2 separate regions of the Triticum aestivum genome follow, and region 2 is linked to region 1. Evidence: chromatin contacts called from public HiCAR-type data. All regions are on one chromosome and are shown on one strand. Each heading gives the region's core, a stretch centred on a gene start, on an enhancer-like site or on the middle of the called end of the contact. The rest is flanking DNA. Distances are from core to core; before and after follow the strand shown. Region 1 holds the start of LOC123112902 (aspartyl protease family protein 1). Region 2 holds the start of LOC123112903.

The links. HiCAR-type assays count read pairs that join an accessible place to other places.
Region 2: a contact with region 1 is called in a HiCAR-type map of leaf, with 6 times the contacts expected there. The contact joins the promoter of LOC123112903 here to the promoter of LOC123112902 in region 1. A contact is called at or near these places in 2 of 5 Hi-C or Micro-C datasets (leaf and an unstated tissue) and 1 of 1 datasets of contacts at active chromatin or transcription factors (leaf).

Annotation. Positions count from the first base shown.
Region 1 is chr5B:521,022,629-521,029,663 of IWGSC CS RefSeq v2.1, reverse strand. It overlaps LOC123112902 (aspartyl protease family protein 1), which reads left to right and starts at 4,449. Exons shown (of 10, transcript XM_044534001.1): 1 at 4,449-4,866; 2 at 5,104-5,236; 3 at 5,846-6,084; 4 at 6,195-6,419; 5 at 6,499-6,634; 6 at 6,727-6,800; 7 at 6,904-7,006. The coding sequence starts at 4,586.
Region 2 is chr5B:521,230,419-521,237,106 of IWGSC CS RefSeq v2.1, reverse strand. It overlaps LOC123112903, which reads left to right and starts at 2,341. Exons shown (of 4, transcript XM_044534002.1): 1 at 2,341-2,837; 2 at 3,637-3,739; 3 at 4,621-4,779; 4 at 4,913-5,269. The coding sequence starts at 2,383. The coding sequence ends at 5,074.

The DNA.
Region 1 (7,035 bases), core at 3,200-5,699:
TCCTATGCCACCTCATCATCTGCTTATCCTTTATTCCATCACACATTGTCCTAATTGGTTTCTTCCTAACATCTAGGACATACTTGTTGAACACCTCAGACAAATTGTTAACTACAAGGTCAGTCTTGCAGTTTGTGTCAAATGCATGCCTTGCCCATGTTTTCTTGGGTATTTGACAAAGCCACTCCCAAGCTTCCTCACATTTAGCTCTAAAGTCATTCATTGCAATGTTAAATTTGTGTTCACTATATGCATAGGCAGCATTATCCATACACTTCTTCAGATCTTCCCCCCTAAACCCAGCATTTTGGAAGTTTTGCATAGATATGCCTAAGGCAGAACCTTTGGTTGCAATTAGGAAAGACAACATTGGCTGCATTTAGTAGGCCCTGGGACACACAATTAAACTAGATAAGCTACTATATAGCACAAAACAACCATATAGGAACAAGGACATAAGATGCAAGCACATACCTTTTGTCTATCTGACATTATTGTATATGGACCAAACTGTCCCTCTTCTCCTCCTAGGCAGATTTTAAGTTGGTGTAGAAACCAACACCAGTTAGGTGTGTCCTCTTGCCCAACAATACCAAATGCTAGTGGGTATATATTGTTGTTGCCATCTCTACCAGTGGCAGCAAGTAGTTGAGCAACAGTAGTTAACTTAATGAAGCACCCATCAACACCTGAATGAGCAAGCAAATTCAATATTTAAAACATTCAAATGCATTTCAAGATGAAACAATATGTAACTAATGCACAAGGTGAACAAACTAACCAATGAATGGTCTGCACCCCTTGAGAAACCCCTCCCTTGCTCCATTGATGCAATAGAACATAGCATGGAATCTTGGACCTGGATGGGGGATTTTTTTCAGTGGGTGTTGGAGTTACAGTAGTGACTACTACTCTACTCCCAGGGTTTGTATACATCACTGTCTGAGCATAGTCTTTCAACCTAGGGTATTGCTTCTTGTGGTCTCCTAGCACAGCATCAATAGCTAGGTTCTTTGCTCTATATGCCATTGACTTGGGCACATCCACACCATACTTCTCCATGCAGGCATCAATCAAAGTCTGAATGCCAGTTGTTAGATCAGATCTAAACAGTGACTCATACTTCTATGCAAGCCACTTGGCACTTACCCTTGTTGTCTCTGTACTAATAGGGCAAGTGTGCTTAATTCTCATCTTCTTAATTACAAAAGTAGTTTCACCTTTTATAACTGCTGCCACCATAAAGAAGTTGCAATGTTTTTGGTTGCATTCTACAATTATTCTTTGATCTGAGTTCCTATGATATTTGAAGTTTCTACCTTGAGTGATGTGTAAGTTCAACAAAGCCTCTCTGAATTGATGTTGATCCAAGAAACACATCTTTAGACATAATTGCTCATGTGGTGCCTCCATTTTCTCATTGTACCATTTTCTAGGAGGCCTCTGCTTTGCTCTGCTCTTCCTTTTCTTTGGCAGCACAAATGACAATGGCTCAAAACCATCATCATCAGCCTCCTTCAACAATCCTTTCTCTTCTTCATCAGATGAAGTTTTGAAATCAGGTTCCTCCTCTTGAACTACACTTGAATGTGTCCTTGTTGTAGGCTCTCTCCTAACTGGAAGCTTCTGTTTCTTCTTCTTCTTCTCTTCATGTACAATTACAGTTTCTTCATCCTGTGAAACAACTTTGTCATCTTCATCCATTTGAAAAGGTTCCTCAACCTCTGTGTCACCCTCATAATGCACCAATTCTTCCTCCTCAGATTCTTCATCATTTGTTTCTTCCTCTTCTATTTCATCATACTCTCTTTGTTTCTTTCCCTCAGCCATCTCTATGTCATCAGCATCACCCATATAAAAAGGTGGTACATCACTGTCATCTTCACCTTCACAATCAGAACCACCACTGCCATCATATCCCTCTTCTTCTTCTATTTCCAAAACAGCTTTCAGTTTTCCTCTTACATTCTTGCTCTCTTGTGTGCAAACACCAGTACCATGAGCTACACTGCAGCTGCTACTCTGACTTTCAAAGGCAACTCCTTCTTCATCAACACATAGATGGGTGGCTCACTGAGATCATATAACACAGGCTCTTCATACACACCAGTGGATAATTCTTGCCTCTCAAACTGGCTGCAAGGAGGTGGACATGCCCTCACTAGCAAATTTAAGACCTTAGACTCCTCAACCTGCTTCTTTACTAATTGCAACTCAGCATTACACTCTACCATCTCCAATCCTTTCTCCCCTAAATGTGGATTCTCAATGTGAAATAGCAGATCATATTCACTAAATCCTTGGGTTTCCATCACTGCAATCATATTCAGGTATGTTACATCTGAACTGCAGAGCTTCAGCTCAAACATTTCTGAAGCATCAAAATAGAACCTAACATCCAAAATGTCATCATACAAACTGCAAAATGAAATAACAACCAAAAATGGTTAATAAACAATTTTACTTAGCAAATAGGCTAACATATAAACAAAGCTTTGTTTAAGTTAACATATAAACAAAGCTTTGTTTAAGTTAACATATAAACTAAACAATTACTACAAAATCAAACAATGTAAACAACTATCTCAATACAACCCTAATTACAGAGTGGGTACTTAACTCACAGCAAACTGATGGTTTGTATTTTCAGATAAGTAGTTAACAGAATTGTCCACTAATGGTGCTCTGCTCTAGTTAGGACTCATTTAATCCACTATGCTTCTCTGCTTTGCTCTGCTCTAGCTAGGTAACACCTAATGCTGCTCTGACAATTTGGACTAAGAAATAACAATGTAATCCACTAATGTTGCTCTGCTCTGCTCTAGTTAGGTAACACATAATGCTGCTCTGCTTTAGTTAGGACTCATGTAATCCACTATACTTCTCTGCTCTACTTAGGACTAGCAATTAGAGTGCTAAACATGCAGGCAGTAAACCCTAACCCTAATCCCCAATTTCAGTTTGCAAGAATGGAACAGTGGAACACTTACAAAACACCACCGAAGCCATGAGTCCAGTGATGGGCGGTGCTAGGGTTGGCCACCCAAATTCGCGCCATCTTCAGCCTCTGCTCCATCGACAACGCCGCTCCGCAAAATCTTCGTCCTCGCTACTGTACTCCGAGCTGGAGTAGCCGCCACTGCCATCGAGGCCTAAGCGGGGGAGGTCGCCGCCGCTCGCATCGCCCCGGCCATCGCCGCCTGCCGGAGTCGCCGAGGCCATCGTCGCCTAGGGCACAGCAGCCGCGGGGGAGAGGAGGGCGCGAGGGAGGAGCAGCCGCGGGGGAGGTGACAACGCCTAAGCAGTTCGATCCATGGCTACGGCGGCGTGGTGTGGCGGGTGGGGAGGCAGCCGCCGGCGAGGGCGCGAGGAGAAGGAAGAGGGCAGAGCGGGGTCGGGGTCTGGCTCGGTCGCACCAGCGAGACCTAAACGGTGCGAGCCGGCCTCGCCCCAGTCAGCGCACGGGCACGCGCGCACTGGCCAGCGTGGCGCCTGACGGGCGGGCCCAACCGGTCAGTTTCTCTGTCAATACGTATAAAACGCACTTTTATTAAGTTTGATGCTGACAGTGCCATTGCGAAGGATCTGCTCGACCCAACCACACCATTTTTGATCAAAACCTCGAAGTTTGTGACACTCAAGCAAGAAGTTCCCAGTTAACTTTGTCGTAAGCTTTCTCGAAATCGAGTTTAAGAACCAACCCCATCCTCTTTTTGACATAAGTGTAATTGAGTAACTCATGTAGGGCCAGCGCCCCATTCATAATGCTTCTGCCTTTCACAAAAGCTTCTAGAGTAGTATAGATGGCAACAAAGACATGTGTGGCAGGGTCCAAGTCCACGGGAACGTTTTATTGGGCAGGCAAAGGCACCACCGTGGTGTACTCGCACCTTGACCCCTCACCCCTGACCGTTGTTCTGCCGTGTGGAAAACCTACACCACGTTGGCCGCACGCCCTGCGCTGGAGACTGGACTCGACCACTCTGCTCCTTGCTTCGCCGTGATCATCATCGCCCAGCTGACCTGAATAATAAACTAGGCGACGACACACGTCGGGCAGGGCCGGCCAACCGGTGTGAACCCAGGACCCAAATCCCGTCATCGGATCGGCCTCGTCGACACCCCTTTTCAACCCATACATCACCCCAACCCCACCGCACCCCACCCCACCGCACGGGAGAATCCCCCAACCCAAACGGAAAACCAAACCCCATCCATCTCCGGCTCTCCCTCCCAACGGAAAATCAGAAGGGGCCACGGCAGCAGCACAGACGCCGGTCCAGTCCAACGGAGGCGAAGCTTCCAGCTCACTGACGAACGCCCCCCGTCGCTCTCTCTCGCTGCGCCCCGGGCCCCGCCGCCGCTCCCGCGGAGACAGAGCGGCCACCTCACCTCACCGATCATTCTTCCCGTCTCCGGCAGCAGGATAGATAGATTGATTAAATAGCGACGCCGCGGCCGAGCACCACCAACGCATATATTTTCTCCTTTCCTTCCCTCCATCCTCCCCGTAATAAAGGCGCGAGCTTTTTAAGCCGTGGGGGGGTGGAGACGTGGAGTCTAGCTTGCCTGCTCTGCTGCCGGTATGGCCGCGGCGGCGCGGGCTCTGCTGCTTCTGGCCCTCGTCGCGGCGGGGGCGGAGGCGCTGAGCCTGGACGTCCACCACCGGTACTCGGCGACGGTGCGGGGGTGGGCGGGGCTGCGCACCGGGCCGGCGCCGGGCACGGCCGAGTACTACGCCGCGCTGGCGGGCCACGACGACCTCCGGCGCCGCTCGCTCTCTCTCGCCGCCGCCCCCGCGCCGGGCGGCGGGCCCTTCGCCTTCGCCGACGGCAACGACACGTACCGCCTCAACGCCTTCGGATTGTAAGCCCGCCCCTCTCATCACCATCGTCGTCGTCAATTCATCGTCTCAATGATCCCCAAGAGAGGAGAGATTGGTAGCGATAATAACGCACCGATCGATCGATCGATTGGAGGAACTAGGAGGAGGTTGCTGTCACCCAACCCAGACGGCCAGACTGTCTGGCCATCTTTTTCCTCTCGCTTTTGTGCTAAAGAAGTTTGCGGTGGTGGTGGTGGTGGTTGGCTTTGGCTGTGCAGCTTGCACTACGCGGTGGTGGCGCTGGGGACGCCGAACGTGACGTTCCTGGTGGCGCTCGACACCGGCAGCGACCTCTTCTGGGTGCCCTGCGACTGCCTCAAGTGCGCACCACTCTCCTCGCCAGAATACGGGGTACGTACCAGTACCACCTTCATCTTCCTCCTCCCGCTTCGATTCGACGCCATTGCTCTGTTAATTTCTTACGATTCGACCTCGTGTCCGTCGATCCCAGAGATATTTCCGGGGGCTAATTAGTTAACTACCAGAAGATTACGGTAGTATTAGTTGTTGCACTTGCATGGTAGAGATGCAAAAAGTTGGTACTGCTACTACTAGTCGACATGCTTGCGAGATGGAGTTGTTGCGAGCATAATTCAGGGAAGAAAAGTGAAACAATCACGGAAGCACCACACGTACCGTCCTGCTTTAGGGAGGCCTCTGCCGGAGCATGACAGCCTCAGCTGGGGCCTGCCTCATGGAGCTTAGAAAACACTACTACTACTACTACTAACCCAGGGCTTTTGGCCCCTCTCTTTATGTTCTTGTACTGTAATCTTGTTGGAGGTTGAGATTGATGGCTCTTGTGACAGTGAAAATTATTTACGCTTTACACACGTTTGCTGAATCATGGTATCCTAATTGACGACCCTTGACAGTAAAAATTATGCATGTCTCTTCTTCATGTTCTTGCTTAATAATGTGTTAAATGTAACCGCGTTTCAATGGCGAAATTTTGAGCAGAATCTGAAGTTCGACGTGTACAGCCCGCGGAAGTCGAGCACGAGCCGCAAGGTCCCCTGCAGCAGCAGCCTGTGCGATCTCCAGACTGAATGCAACAGTGCCGCAAGCAAGAGCTGCCCCTACAGCATCGAATACCTGTCGGACAACACGTCGTCCAACGGGGTGCTCGTCGAGGATGTCCTGTACCTTGCGACCGAGTCCGGGAAATCCAAGATCACCCAAGCCCCCATAACATTCGGGTATGTCCCTTGTGATCTAGTACATGACAATGCGCAATTCTGAGTCACTGCTCACTTTTCTGTGCTGAATTTGAATTTGAATTTGAATTTGAATTTGTGTGCATTGTTAGCTGTGGACAGGTCCAGACGGGTTCATTTCTAGGCAGTGCCGCGCCGAATGGCCTGCTCGGCCTCGGCATGGACAGCAAGTCAGTGCCGAGTCTGCTGGCGAGCCAAGGAGTCGCCGCCAATTCCTTCTCCATGTGCTTCGGGGAAGATGGTCATGGCAGGATCAACTTCGGGGACACGGGAAGCGCCGACCAGCTGGAAACTCCGCTGAACATTTACAAACACAAGTATGTCTGTTTTCATTTCTCACAGTTTCACAAGCAAACAATATAGGTCTCTGACCTTTCATGACTTCTATTTCTGCAGTCCATACTACAACATTAGTATCATAGGAGCTATGGCGGGAGGTAAAACGTTCAGCACAAAATTCAGCGCAGTCGTGGACTCCGGTACCTCGTTCACAGCTCTCTCCGACCCAATGTATACCGAGATTACCAGCGCTGTAAGTAGATTTCCCACATTATACAAGTGGTTCCACAATGTTTTATATTTTCACAGTGATTTTCATATATATTCATTGACGTTCTAATTCAGTTCGATAAACAAGTCAAAGAAAAGAGAAATCAGGCCGATTCTTCGTTGCCTTTTGAATATTGCTACACCATAAGGTAAGTTTGTCTAGCAACAGTGCATGATATGTTGATATGTGAGGCACATTTTTACAAACCACTGCTCCTTTGTATCTGATGGATATGCTGCTGCTCTCTCCAGTGCCAAGGGAGCTCTTAGTCATCCGAACATAAGCCTGACGGCGAAAGGTGGCAGTATATTCCCTGTTAATGATCCGATAATCACCATAACGGACATTTCTTCGGTAAGAAAACTCGATGCATATAATTTCAT
Region 2 (6,688 bases), core at 1,092-3,591, 210 kb before region 1:
ACATTACAAAAACCTATATCTACTATCCATATTGCACTTGTATCACCATCTCTTCGCCGAACTAGTGCACCTATACAATTTACCATTGTATTGAGTGTGTTGGGGACAAAAGAGACTTTTTGTTATTTGGTTGCATGGTTCTTTGAGAGAGATCATCTTCATCCTACACCTCTCATGCATTGATAAACCTTAGGTCATCCACTTGAGGGAAATTTGCTACTGTCCTACAAACCTCTGCACTTGGAGGCCCAACAACGTCTACAAGAAGAAGGTTGTGTAGTAGACATCACACCCACATATCAAATTATGAAAGTAGCAAACACAAATTAAGCCAACATGATGAAAGTGATATGATGAAATTCCCGTGTACCCTCAAGAACGTTTTGCTTATTATAACAGACCGTTTTGGCCTATCCTTTGCCTCAAAAGGATTGGGCTACCTTGTTGCACTTTATTTACAGTTACTTGCTTATTACAAATTACCTTACTATCAAACAATTTGTTATCGACAATTTCAGTTCTTGCAGACATTACGTTGTTGAAAACCACTTGTTATTTCCTTCTGCTCCTCGTTGGGTTCGACACTCTTACTTACCGAAAGGACTAAGATTGATCCCCTATACTTGTTGGTCATGAAGGCTCTTTTCTGGCATCTTTGCCGGGGAGTGAAGCGCTCTTGGTAAGTGGGAATTGGTAAGGAAAATTTGTTACTACGTGCTGAAATTTATTGTCACTTGCTACTATGGAAAATCAACCTTTGAGGGGTTTGTTCGGGGTATCTTCACCTCGACCGGAACCACAATTAGTTGACCTTTTTTTAACCTACTGCACCTACTAAAAATATTGGTTATGAAATTCCATCGGGTATGATAGAACAACTGCTAGCTAATTGAGACTTAGTTATTGAGCGTTAGACAAACCTTCAAGTTTTATCTCCCAATTTATTTGCGAGTTGTGCACAAATAACAAATTCAAACATTTTCTCAAAAATATATTTGTTATCCTATATTCCCACTATATTTTTCATCTAAACCAATAATGAATGAATTTTCCCATAGAACTTTGACTGCCATATGACTCACTCTAATGTCTTTTTTGTAGGGGGGGGGGGGAGACAAAAATGCGCTGCCGTCATCGACTTCCCCAGCCGGAGCCGGGCAAAACCCGTTGTAACAGACAATCCAAAAGTCATCTTGCTAAAGTCAGTTATTGTTTTTTTAGATTTTTAGTTTTTTTAAAAGTTTCTAACCCAGTTCTGAACTTTTAAATAAAATCTCTACCTAATAATAAAGCAAATTGGGTTTCTGGTCGTATGCCATAAAAACTACCCTCGAAATTGGCAAGAATTACTCACCAATGCCACCCGTAAGTGGGAAAAACAATTCATTTTTTTTAAGTCACCAACGTCGCGGTTAGCTCATTTACAGAGTTAGCCCTGCACTCCCAGTTCGATCCCCACTTCTCCCACATTTTCTTTGTTTTCTCTTGATTTCTGTGAGCGGAAGATAGAACAGCCTCGCCCAAGTGGCATCTTATCTAATGGGCTACACAATTTTCCAATTTCGGCCCAGCCATTTTCTTCTTAAACTTTTTTGGCAGATTCAAGTATTTAAAAATATATTTACTCAAAAAAAGTATTTACAAATATATTCATATCTTTCAAATCCTAACTTTAAATTTAGAAAGTTATATACGATAATCACTCAAAAAATGTGTACATTCCAGATATGATATTATCTTGCATGATAACCATTTCTAAAATTATTTTTATGTTCCAACTTTAATTAAATACTTTTCTCTATGTGGGGAATTTGAAAATGCCTATTCGTTATACATGTCCTTATTGATTGATTGTTTTTGATGGAGATACCTAACATGCTCCTATGCACGTGCTATCATTGTGTACTAAAGTGTAATTTGTTATTTTCAGCCTAATGCATTATCTCTTTTTTTGACGGGTAATGCATTATTTCTTAGGTACCACTAAGGAGGAACAACACAAAGACGTGAATTGATACCGGCAAGTAGATAGATATTTTTTGTTTTCTAATCAATTGGACACAACTTTAGTTACTTAAGAAAATCATCCCACCTTTATATTTGTGCACAACATCACTTATCATGTTGTTTCTCGTACGGCATTGTGAAAGATTTCGTATGATTTCTTGGTGTCATCGAGTGTGTGTATGGGGTAATTTATTTTCTCCCGTTGCAACGCACGGGCATGTTTAGTATATAAAAGGGAGATGTGCTCTCTCAACACAAAATCCACATTCATACTCCGTTCAGTTGGGAATATCCAAAGCGGGGCCCACATGTCATCCCAGCGAAACGCCCAGAGGAGAAAAATATCTCTCCTGGATCAAGTTAAGTTGGAGAGCGATGGCGACGACCGCATCGTGTCCTCCTCCTTCCGTTCTCCTCCCCGTTCGCACCACCACCGCCGGAGCGCGGTTGACTTCCGCTCACGGTAGCAGAGCCAGCCACGCGGTCACCGCCAGCGGCGCCGCACCCGCACGACCACCGCTGCCGATGGGCATGGCGAGGGCCCTGCTGCCGCAGCGCGCGCCGCTGCTCCGGCGGCTCCTCATGGCCGGCGCGCTGGCCGCCTCCTGCACCTGCTTCCTCCTCGTCCTCCAGGCGCAGGCCTCCGTGCCGCCGCGCTACGACGGGTTCGCCTACGGGGTCGGGGCCGCCGCCTGGAAGGACGCCGTGCTCGTCGAGGCCTTCCTCGACCCGCTCTGCCCCGACAGCCGCGACGCCTGGCACCCGCTCCGGCTCGCCGTCGAGCGCTACTCCCCGATGGTCTCCCTCATCGTCCACCCCTTCCCTCTCCCGTAAGATCGCGCCGCGCATCCGCCCCTTTGGTTCCTCTCTCCCCCCTCTCCTGCTAGCGGCTGCTGCTCTGATTCTCTGTGCTCCACACTATGGGGACTGTATCTTAGTCTTGGTGTTCAACTCCGGTAGTTTTGATATACTGCTAAATGTAAAAAGATAGCGCATTTGAGCAGTCTCCTGCTGCACGGTTACATGGGATTGTCTCCTGAGATTGCGAATTCAGGCGATTGAAATCTCATCTGAGTATGACTAGCCTGAGTGAGCCAGCAAGTGATTCCATTAGTTATAACTTGGTAGTAACTTTCGGGAATGGAAAATTTGTGGGATTGTCCTCAAGTGATGTGTACTCTGGCTGTTGAGATTGATCCATGGGAGAAGACTAGAGTTACAGTAAGATTACAGAGAGGTATATTGCCACTGATTACATGTGGCAGAACGGATTGTGAATGGTTGTCAGATATTTCTGGAGATGGCGTATAGCCAATAGTCCTGGCATTGACACTCTAGAATTTGAGAATTGGACTGCATCTTCCCTAGTACCTGCCCCTGTTTCATAGGCCCTTTATGGCTTTACGATTTAGATGTGTGCTATTTGGTTCAGATTTTGGTCCTGTTGGTCTCGCGATATTTATACTGAACTTGAACATGTAAAATTTCATTGGCTGGCGTCAGTCACAAAAAATAGTGTGATTGGCCTTGCATTTTCACTTGATAGAATCTGGCACCAATGTGATTCTTATAGCCGAAGGTGCTATACACCTCATTCTAACACCATTTTACTGTGCTGCAAAACTGCAGGTACCACACCTATTCATACCATGCCTGCCGTGCGCTTCATATAGCTAACAAGTTGAATTCGTCATCAACCTATCCGTTGCTGGAGTTGTTCTTCAAGAATCAGGTTCGTTGCATTCTTTAGTTTAACCCTTAGCCTTTGTTATGATACTTCCATCATTGCAACTGCTATGTTGGTTTATCATTTACCCATTCAAGTTCTTTTTCCATAAATGGGTAATGTTTCTCCAGGGGTGTGTCATCAAATACTAAATGATTTCAAAATTTAAAGTTACATAACCAATTTGCAGCATTTCCTTTTGTAGTTTTTTGGTATCCATGTGTGTTATTTTATTTTATGATATGCCATACTCTGTTTCATCAAGGAATCATAGTCAAGTACTCCCTCTGTAAACAAATATAAGAGTAGTGATCTAAACGCTCTTGTATTTCTTTACGGAGGGAGTAATAAATAGGTATATAAGTGCATGCTTTACGTGGGTTTGCACATCTGTGTGCTCCAGGGTTTGCCAATATGTGTGCAGAACGCATATGAGAACCTTCAAAGCTTTTGCTCTGTTTGCTAATATCATGGAGTGTGGCCTTGCACATCCGTGTGCTGCAGGGTTTACCAATATGTGTGCTGAACACATATGAGAACCTCTAAAGTTTTTGCATAGTTTGTCAATATCCTGGAGCGCCTGACCGATGATTTAGCATTGTCACGCTCGATTGGCAGATTCTGTCAGAAACCGATTAGAACCTGGAAACCAGTTTTAGGATCTACGAAGTAGTCTTACAAAATCATGGTTTAAGCTGGAACACCGCAAAATAGCAAAAACACAAGCCAGCCAACACCCACCTTGCCTGTCCTGACAAGCAAGAAGGCAAGCGAAACATAATACCACCTCAGGAGCACTAGAGTTGTGCACGCAGGGTACTTTGCCGCCATCCTTTTCTGTCTCATACAACTCTTGCTAACACGTCTCGAAATTGACACACATGCAGGGAAAATTCTCCAACCGCGCGACATCGTCAATATCGAGCACTGCTGTGACTGGTGAGATATCAAAGATGGCGGCCCCGGTGGTTGGCAATTCAGTCTCCGAGTTCCAGTCGGGCTTCAGCGACATGAGGTCGGACATGGCAGCGAGGGTTTCTTTCAAGGTCAGCTTTACTTGTCGCATCGAGTACACTGTTAGAAATTCTAGCTTCAAGCATCTTATCTTGAATCGTTTGTTGTCGCTACCATTGGATAAAACCTGTCTGATCTACGGATCCATTGCTGCATTCTTATCAGTATGGGTGCACGAGAGGGGTGGCCGGCGCGCCGTTCTTCTTCGTGAACGGTTTCCTTCAGCCCGGAGGCGGGTCGCCCATCGACTTCAGCACGTGGACCAGCATCCTGGAGCCCCTCGTCGCGCATCACGGTCAGACCATCGAGATGTTCACTTCGGTGTAATGTAAGCACTGCAAGCCGCCTTTTATATGTTGGAACCAAAGGATGGCTGCCAGCGGCTGGCTATTGTACAGACAGCAGCCCTGTGTGTGTAAAGCGGTCGACAGTAGTATCCTCTTTGTTCTTCTATGGAACCCCGCGCCCAGATGAGAACATTATATACATACTCTTTTTACTGGTTAGTGATTTCGGAACTCATCTGATCGTTTGGCTTTTATAATCAAGTGTTTCACCACCATCGTTATGACCAGCGATTTTGGACGTAGATTGATGGGAAATCAGTTTCGTTTTCGGTGTTGCTAATGGCCGATCAATCAGCTGTTCCAGTTTTTAGTGCCACCTCAGGCTTATGGTTTGCTTTGGGGTCCTGTTCTCTTCCGTCAGTCTGTCGCGCGCTCATTCGATCGGCGCGGCTGAGTTGTTCCCTGATGGAACCTGAACCGAACCATCAAGAATACTGTCTTCTTGCCGTCGCGTCCGAGGATCTGACCGTGGCTGGTGCCTGGTGACGTTGTGCCTGGCTGCCTGTCCGTCCACGGGCACCGACCGGCGCGTGTCGTGTGGCCGACGGGCGCTACCATATCGTATCAGCGCCGTCGACGGTTTTCACGATAGGACATCTGTAGCTGGCATGGCCGATAGGATCCTCTGCAGTAGCGCACCATGAAGTATAGTCACTGTCATGTGGACCCGGGCCCACATGTCATCCGCACTACAACATCATAGAGTACTGCAGAGGATCTCAACCACGTTTCGCCGGGGTTCATGTGTCGCACTGAAGGAGACCAGTGCTGGTTAGATGGTGGTTCCTGGGTCAAAATCCCGTTCGACGCTTCCTCCCCTCTCATCCTATCCAGCATCATCTTCCCGGTTCGCAAGATCGGATTGTGCCCTTTCTTTCTCTATATAAATGTTAAAAGTCTTGCATCAAATTTTTGGCCATTCCCATTGAACGCCCACATATTTCACGTGAAAACAGATAAATTTCCATACTTGTGTAGAAGGATTTGCCATGTTCTAAAGTGATAATTGTCATGTAGTGTACCTTGAATACAGATCAAAAGCAAAGACATAGGGTATTATCTCTATTAGAGGGCTGAACCTGGGTAATTCCCATCGTCTGAACCTACTTTCGGCCACGTTCACCACCATACCGAGGACATCATCACCCTTGTGCGGTCGACGCAACAAGGAGCACCGGCCGCCATGTGCTCGTCGATGTGCGCTATCATGCAGGCCTTTTCCCCTGTTGTCACGTCGACAGGCGATGAGCGCCGCCAAGAGACCATGTTATACGTATTGACCTCGTGCGATTAGTTCCTTGACATCAGTCGTTTGGAACGACATACGCAGTGTCGCTGACACCGACGCCGGCGGGCAAGCACAACCGCAGCCTACTCTGCTACAGAATTGATAGCACTCCCCACCATAGCTAGGGTATGGTTCTTAGATCTCAGAGTTTTAGAGATACAGAGGAGTATTACAGCAGGGGAAAGAGGCTTGGAGAAGAAGAAGATCAGAGGATAAGATCTCAGTGGATACAAATGATAATCGATACCCACACCTACACACGCTAATATAGCTGAGTACGATGGGTCGAGCCCTCGACCCATGGAC